Linked DNA regions of Arabidopsis thaliana: region 2 is linked to region 1. A link is a contact called in public ChIA-PET data. All regions are on one chromosome and are shown on one strand. The core of a region is the stretch at or near the end of the contact, and the rest is flanking DNA. Distances in the headings are between cores, read along the strand shown. Region 1 holds the start of AT5G43140 (Peroxisomal membrane 22 kDa (Mpv17/PMP22) family protein). Region 2 holds the start of SPL2 (squamosa promoter binding protein-like 2).

Region 1 (4,112 bases), core at 570-3,069:
CTTTCGTCTGGTTTGCCATATATGTCAAATAGATTGTCCATATATATGCGCACGAGCTATTCATCAGTGGCTGCAACCAGAAGATTACAAGTTGAAGTTAAGAAGTGTCTTCAAACATCCCAAACAATAGAGAAAGTAATAAGATAGATATTTGGTTTACCTGTAGATGAACTGGCACATACTTGAATGTAACAAAATCACAGACCGGCCAATACATAAGTCCATTTTTCAATGTTGGCAGAAGATCTCTCTTCAATCTCGCCACAATTTCCTCAGAATTTTCGCCTTAAAAAGGACCAACAACGTGCCAGAACCAATCTCATAATGAGCACCATAAATTTACAGGCAGAGAAACCGTAAAAAGCTAAATCCGTTCAATCCATAGAGGTTTGATTATGTTATGTACCTTGTAAAGCAGCATTGTAGGAATAGAAGACTGTGTTGCTAACAGGTCCGAAAAGAACCTGCCCCATCATTATTTTCTTAAAGGTTGTCAACACGTCGCGCTTTGGCAATATCTTCGAAAGATAACTGAACCACAGATGCTGAGACGGCCCGAGAAATATCAACCCAAAGCTCGCCATTCTCGCTGTTCTTATCAAGTCAAAAGAACCAGTTGGCTCCATTGTGATCATCTGTTGAAGAATTTAGAGAGTCAACACAAATAAAACAAAACAAAAGGTTCTCTAGTTTCGCTCTAACATATTACTGGGGGAAGAGCACCACAACATGATCATAAAAAGACTCAAAAGAGAAATCCACTAATGACAAGAAGAAAAACAGAGTTTACAAGAACCCCAACACACACACCTAAAGCTTTTTTCACCTTAGCAATAAGTATTCACAAGAGATAATAACAAGAAGATTAGACTATTCGGATTGGAGTGTGAGTTTTCTGAGTAATCAAACCAATACTAAATTCATCCATTATTCAGTACAGAAAGACTTCAAATTCACAAGAGTACAATATACAGATTCAGTAAACACTGTAAGTACAGTCTCACACATCAAAGAACAACAGTTGAGAACACAGACTAAACCAAAAATATGAGAATAACAATTCATTAAAAAACACCAACTTTTAGTGCTATCTCCACCTATTCTTTACTAAAGTATTATAACTTCTTCCACTAGTAAGATTATGATCTAGTTTCAAATCAAATTTGGAATTGTCTTGGTATAATAACAAATGAAGATTAGTCTTTTCTTCCTAAATCAAGAGATAAAATTCAAAACTTTAACAAAATTCTCTAATTAGTAATGAAATGAGAAAGAACCCTAAATTCCAAAAACTACAAAGATTCAAAAAAAAACCTGAGAAGTGAGATCTGCAGCCATATAGATGACAGAAGTAGTGATACTCTTAGTCATAAAAGGATGTGATTCGAGCTTTCTCAAATACCATCGTAGAAACGCAGGTTGTTTCGAAGAAGAAGACGAAGCCTTCGTCGTTAGATTTCGCGACACGGAGAAAACACGAGGGATTACGAAATTCCCAGTTTTGCGTAGCTCGTGAATCGATCGGCCGGAGAATCCGAGAATCGGTTTCCGACCGGTGAACACTGTTTTCAAGAGAGCATTGTTGATCCCGTGAAGAGAGCGACGATCGGAGAAGAAACGTTTGCTCAATCCAACGATATTCATCTTCTTTTTTCGCCGATGCTTCGTTAATGGCGGCAGCTTACACTGTACTTTTGATGTATCTCTCTCTCTGTACCAGAACTTTTAGTCTCAATACACGCAAACAACAAACAGTGCTTAACCAAAACCAATAAACGACATAAAGTTTGATATATCTCTCCACGCAATAAAGCAAACGACAGCGTTTTTCGTATTCCATTAAACGTCATGCAGTTTTTAAAAGAACACCAATAAACAACATGAGGTTACTCATCCATAACAAACGGTATCGTTTTTTTTCGATCAAAATTAAAAACGACATACAGTGCTAAAACAAAGCTAATAAACGACATGAGGTTAGTTTAGGACTAATCTTATAACATCTGTTTCCTATTAATTCATCTACGCCGAGAGCTCTCTTTCTCTCTTTGCCTTCCCCAGCTATTTCAATGGATCCTTCAATTTTCAAGCTCCTTGAAGAAGATGAGGTTAGGTTTCTAATCTCACTCGTTTCAAAATCCAATTTTGTGTGATGTATCTGGAATCGTCTTCGTGGTTTTTGATTCCGGTCGAATTGTATTATTTTAGGATGAATCGATGCATTCAGGAGCTGACGTAGACGCGTTCCAAGCTGCTCTGAATCGTGATATTGAAGGTTCTATGACAACTTCAATACCCCACGTGACAAACCCAGGTTTGGTTTCTCTACAAATTCGCTCTTAAATTTTATGTCTGAGATTTTAATTTTTGTGGTACTATTAGTTAATATAAAGATAGTATCTTTTGGTTTTATCTTGGATTGGCTGCTTTGGGAAGCTTTGACATGTTAGCAAAGTTGTGCTTGTTTTTAATATATACAGTTTTCTCAGATAGGTTATTACTCTTGGAACATGGATAACTTAAGAAGATGCCTTGGTTAGGCTATATTGTAAACCTTGCTAATCTAGTGACATGTTTGGAAGTTTCAGTCCTGTATTAAAGCAATAGTTAAGGTCATGAAATATTAGTTTGTTAGGGTTTCTGTATGTTAATATCGGGATAAGCTTTGTCATTGCCAATATAGCCTGTACTAGTTGATTGTTGAGTCATTAAAATTGATCAGTGTGATGGGATTTATTAGCCAGGGTAGACATAGGTTGGTGATGCTGATACTATTTTAGTGTTAGGCTTTGTTCTTGGTTCACTGCAATCTTGACGATGATTACGTGTCTCCTTAAATCATTATTTTCTGTCTCTGGTGCTGGAAGTGATCTCTTTCCTCTGACTACACCATTAAATATTGAAATACAAATAGGTTGTGATTTGTGGATAGGTGTATGAGAGCTACTGAGTATGCATTTTGTGTGCATAATCTGCTACAACAAAATCCTGTCTTTTGTCCTTTTTTGGGTATTATATGATTTTTCCTCCAGTTTAACTTGTGATTTGAGTATCATCAACCAATTGCTTCTATTATTTTTATAGGAAACAACCATTCTTCCAGGCAGCAGTTTTCGACATGGAAGAATGGTATTGGAGATTCTAATATCAATGTCCAGACTCAGCATAGCCTTGAAAGTACTCAGATGAAGGAGCAAGAAGGATCGACTTTAGAAAATCAACATCAACATGATTTGAAACGCGCAAATGAACCTCATTTACAACACAACCAGCCTCAAGACCTTCATCGAGCTGGTCAACTCTGGGAGAATCCCTCGCAGGTCCCCCAATCAACTGGGTTACCGATTAGTGAAAAGAATCCTACTGGTAATGAATCAGATAGATCCCATAATCAAGAGAGTGAATCTCAGTATATGAAACTGCAAAAGATGAGTAGTCAACAGGCTCGGGGAGTGGAACCGCCTGTTAACCCTATGAATGTTAACCCTATAAACCGCAACCCTAAGCAAGTACCATTTGCTGCTTTGCTTCCTACTTTAATGAACCAACTCGATAAAGATAGAGCACTGCAGCTCCGTACCCTATATGCTAGACTTAAGGTATGTCTATCTGTGAAATCATTTGACATTCTGTTCCAAAGCTATTGTATTATCATTTCTTTCCTTCTGCTACTTTTTTTTGCAGAAAAATGAAATCCCCAAAGAGGGGTTCACACGACATATGAAAGATATTGTGGGCGATCAGATGCTCAGGATGGCAGTTAGTAAACTCCAGCAGGTATTACCATTTTGCATATATTGTGCCATGTTGTGACTAAAACCAGACAACCAACCTAGGGTATTAGTTTGTAAGTGGAATCATGTTGGAATTGTTTGTCTAAAAGTTCTGCTTGCTAGTGCTTTACATTTTTACTCTTTTTTTACATTTGCTCTTTGAATTTAGCTGGATCAAAAGACTATTGTTTTTTATTAGCTTGAATGCACATAGAATGGTCTGACATGAAGTAGAACTGTTGATAAGTCAAATGATGTTTAGAATATATATTTTAGCTTCATAAATTAGATACAACATATTGAATTAGGGAAAAACTCTTTATTTTCCTCTATTTTGAT
Region 2 (4,148 bases), core at 118-2,617, 42 kb before region 1:
ATCTTATATGTTGATTTTGATTGGTTATTATTTTTGGAAATTAATAATGTATTTTATTTTTTAATTAAATTTAATTAATTAAATTAGTATTTGACTTTTTAATCCTTAAAGAGATAAATTAATTTACTCTTTAATTTTTTGTTTTTAATGGCATACCTATGTAATTACTTACAAAAATTAAGGTTACATTTAAAATGTACTTCCCAAATAATATAGTAGGATTTTTCTTTTTTCAATTTAGTAGCAGAAATCTTTCCACCAATTTAACACAAAATCCTCTCCCTTCTCTATATGTCCATGATCATGTCCACCATTGACACCCTATAACTAATTTCGGGATGTAAGAAAATTGAGTTAAAATAAAAAAAAAAAGTTATGTTTAAATTCATATATTCTTTTACAAATATTAGGATGCATAGGTTGTAATAACCTAACAGAAATATCTCACTTGAACCATGCATCTGATTTACAGTGAGTGCACTGGTAGAACTGCTATGAATGTTTAGGAACGTTTAAGTTCAAAACCGGTTGGAACCGCATAACTCAATATCCTAACAAGAAACTTAACTCCAACGCTTAAAAAGTAATTTATGCGATCTAAGATAGGTGTTTAGAGGTTAAACAACTTCTTATACTGCTTTTTAAAGTATTGAAAGAATTATCTATTATAGTTGTCTATATATAACAATATATTGGTAATTATAACAAAATAATAATGTATTTTTTTCTGTAAACTTTTTCATTTCTCAAATACAATGTTTTGTTATTCAAAAATTAGAACCTGGAAAATCGAAAATTCTGTTAGGTAAATTGAATCATTTTTCTTTAAAAATCAAAGCCAAAAGATGTGAGAGGAAGCAAAAAGAAGTACTATTATCTTATTTATTTAAAGAAGAAAGAAGAGAGACAAGAAAATGGAAAAAAAAAAAATTATATACCAAAATAAATATATCATAGTTGTGTATATTATATAGAAGATCATATGACCAATTTAAAACATATGACCACACCCTTAATTTAAAATATTTGCCATTGGATCTAATTTTTCAATAATATAATTGAGCCATACCTGCTGAACGGTTGTCCTCCAGCACAATGATAACTCCAACCAACTTTTCATTTTTGTGATAAATACTATAAAATTAACTTATCTAAATCAGTTTAAGAACTTGCTCTTAAGCTACGAGCTTGTATTAAATTAAACTAAAACATATACTAAAGCATGGGTTGTCTTGATTTTGACGCTATTTGATCTTACGAAAATCCACTTTTTTCATATTTTAACTCTTCATATTCAATTTTTTTTTTTTTCTTTTTGTTTTAATTTATAATATTTTCTTATAAATAATAAATATTTGCTTTTTCCTCGGTAATGAAATGAATCGTCCAAAAAAGTGGAAGCTGATGAAAGTAGTTTGACCCCTCCACATCTCCCAACTTGGTACTTAGCGTCGCACACACCACATGCTCTCTCTCTCTCTCTCTCTCTCTCTCTCTTTCTTCTCCTTTCTCTTTGTATCTCTTCTCTCTTATGCTAAGCCAAAAATGGAAGCTTTACTCTATTGAAGACGAGATCCTTCTCTAATTTACAGGTACCCATCTTTTATTTCTGAATAATAGATTTTGGTTCTTGCAAATCTTATAGCTTAAAGTTGAGATTTTTGGTATTTACTTAGCAACAAAAAAAGTTTGTGATAATATTACCATAAATGGTGAGACATCCATTTGCGGCTGAGATTTTGCTACTTTACTCTTTTCTCTCTCTCTATTTCCATTTGTATTGTCACTCACTCACATACAAAAATAACATCATAATCAGAGATAATGAGTAAAAGTGAAAGAAACCCTAATACCAACTTACTCTACAAGGTTAAAACAAATGTTGCTCTTTTTCATTAGTCCTATGGATCTTATTCCCAAAATAAAAGATGAAAACTTTAGTGGGTTTGGTTCATCATCTCTTTTGGGTTTTTGTAAATTACTGATTTTGGTAGATGTGTTAGGCAAAAAGTAGAGAGAAATGTTACGGAATGTAATATTAAAGGGATGATTTTGACAGATGAGAAGTTTAATCTTACATCTGTAAACAGCTTTTGATAATGAAATGGTGTGAAGAGAGGGTCCTACTTTCTTGAAGGGTTTTGCCCCCACAATCTCTAATGAATGTGAATTATTGGTGAGCCAAAAAAAAAGTTTTCTGATGAAAGAATGAGAGAGGGTATCTTTTTTGTTGGTCTTGCTATAAATGTGGATGAAAATTGTGATTGAAACTTACTCGTAAACTTAAAAAAAAAAAAAAAAAAACAGAACAATTTCTTCTTCCTCTGGGATCCATAAGTTTTGAGGTATGTTGTTGCTGATTTTGTCCTTTTATGTCTGCAAATAACAGAGAAGATAAATGAGGATTTTCTCCTAGGTTGAAGTTTTATGTGAGTACTTTTATTACCCTTAACTTTGCTTGTAGAAAACTATGGTTCTGTTAGTGAATAGTGGAAGAGAGAAAGCTTCTTAGAGATCTGTTTTTGGTAACTTTTATGAAAATTATATGGTTATTTATTGATCAGAAAGCAAATCTCTCCTTTATGTCTTCAAAAACAAAAGGATGAAGAGTATAGAGATTTGAGCAAATTACAGAACCTAGAGTGAAGAGTAGATTTGGCATGAATAAGCAGAGGGTTTTAATATAGGGAACACATGATAGTTTCTCTCAGACACTTTAATATGCAACCTTACATGCCTATTCATGCCAAAACGCTTTGCTTCATGACTAAGCACAATTTTGCCTTTTTTCTTGAGAGATCATTTTTGCTCTGGTTTTAGTTTGGCCTTGAGATATCATTGTCTGGTTTCTAGCAGAGTTATAGAAGGAGAACAGATTTAATTTTGTAGATTGTCATTAGCATCTATAAGACTGAAATATATATGCTCTTTCATACATAAGTAGCTTTCTAACAAATATCCATTTTCGGTTCTTCATATGTTTGATAGTTTACATAGAAAAACATTTTGATCTTTTCTCTATTTTCTTGTAAGCAAAAGTTCAAGTTTTGATTTACTCTGTGTGATATTTGAATGTTTTTCAGATTTTGGTGGTCAGTGTCTGATGGAGTGTAATGCAAAGCCACCGTTTCAATGGGAATTGGAAAACTTGATATCTTTTGGCACTTCTACAGCTGAAGTTCCTAGAAAGCTAAAACCAATGGAGTGGGAAATTGATGGATTTGATTGCACCTCTCTGTATTCTTCAAGCTTTGCCTATGCTGGTAGTTCAGGTTCTGATATAGCTCATGCTTTCTCTAAAAGCTCAAAGTCAACTTCCATTAGCTCTTCATCAGCTGAAGTAAGAACACACAATTTTACATCCGAAACTGGTGAAAGTCTTCCTGGAGAATTTGCAAAGGGGATTGATACTTCTCCAAGTCTTGAACTTTCTTTTGGCTCTGGTGATCCGGTTCTCGGTTTAAAGCTTGGTAAACGAACGTACTTTGAAGACTTTTGGGAAGTGGAGAATGCTAAAGGTTTGGGACTTCCAGTGACTCTGGCTTCATCTTCTGTTTCTCCCGTGAAGAAATCGAAATCCATTCCTCAGAGGTTACAAACTCCTCACTGTCAAGTTGAAGGCTGTAATCTTGATCTTTCATCAGCTAAAGACTATCATCGGAAACATAGGATTTGTGAAAATCATTCAAAGTTTCCTAAAGTCGTTGTGAGTGGCGTAGAGCGTCGGTTCTGCCAACAATGTAGCAGGTAAAAGCTAGTCTTTCTCAAGAGAGAAGGTTGTTTAATCTGTTAGCAAAAGCCTTAATAAAATCTTAACTTTTTTGGTCTCCAAAGGTTCCACTGTCTCTCTGAGTTTGATGAGAAGAAACGTAGCTGTCGCCGACGTCTCTCAGATCACAATGCAAGACGTCGCAAGCCAAATCCTGGAAGGACATATGGTATATACAACAATCATTTATTTCTTATCCTTATATGAACTCTGAAATTGCCTATAGTTCAGTTATAGCATTTAGTTAGTTTCCTTTGTCAAGATAGATATCATTTCATGTAGTTTTGGGGGTTCACAACAATCTCATTGATGGAGAATTGGAGATGCTTTTGTCATTCTGTGTATGCAGATGGGAAACCACAGGTGGATTTTGTATGGA

What was found. ChIA-PET counts read pairs in DNA pulled down with a chosen protein or histone mark.
Region 2: an H3K4me3 ChIA-PET map of shoot shows a contact between it and region 1, with 11 read pairs. The contact joins the promoter of SPL2 here to the promoter of AT5G43140 in region 1. A contact is called at or near these places in 1 of 26 Hi-C or Micro-C datasets (leaf) and 1 of 2 datasets of contacts at active chromatin or transcription factors (shoot).

The regions. Positions count from the first base shown.
Region 1 is chr5:17,319,102-17,323,213 of TAIR10.1, reverse strand. AT5G43140 (Peroxisomal membrane 22 kDa (Mpv17/PMP22) family protein) reads right to left here and starts at 1,819. Exons shown (of 4, transcript NM_123680.4): 1 at 1,315-1,819; 2 at 407-635; 3 at 161-285; 4 at 1-70. The coding sequence starts at 1,644. It overlaps TAF4 (TBP-associated factor 4), which reads left to right and starts at 1,983. Exons shown (of 15, transcript NM_123679.4): 1 at 1,983-2,108; 2 at 2,209-2,314; 3 at 3,085-3,599; 4 at 3,685-3,777. The coding sequence starts at 2,070.
Region 2 is chr5:17,361,099-17,365,246 of TAIR10.1, reverse strand. It overlaps SPL2 (squamosa promoter binding protein-like 2), which reads left to right and starts at 1,367. Exons shown (of 5, transcript NM_123693.6): 1 at 1,367-1,592; 2 at 3,084-3,747; 3 at 3,835-3,938; 4 at 4,119-4,148. The coding sequence starts at 3,104.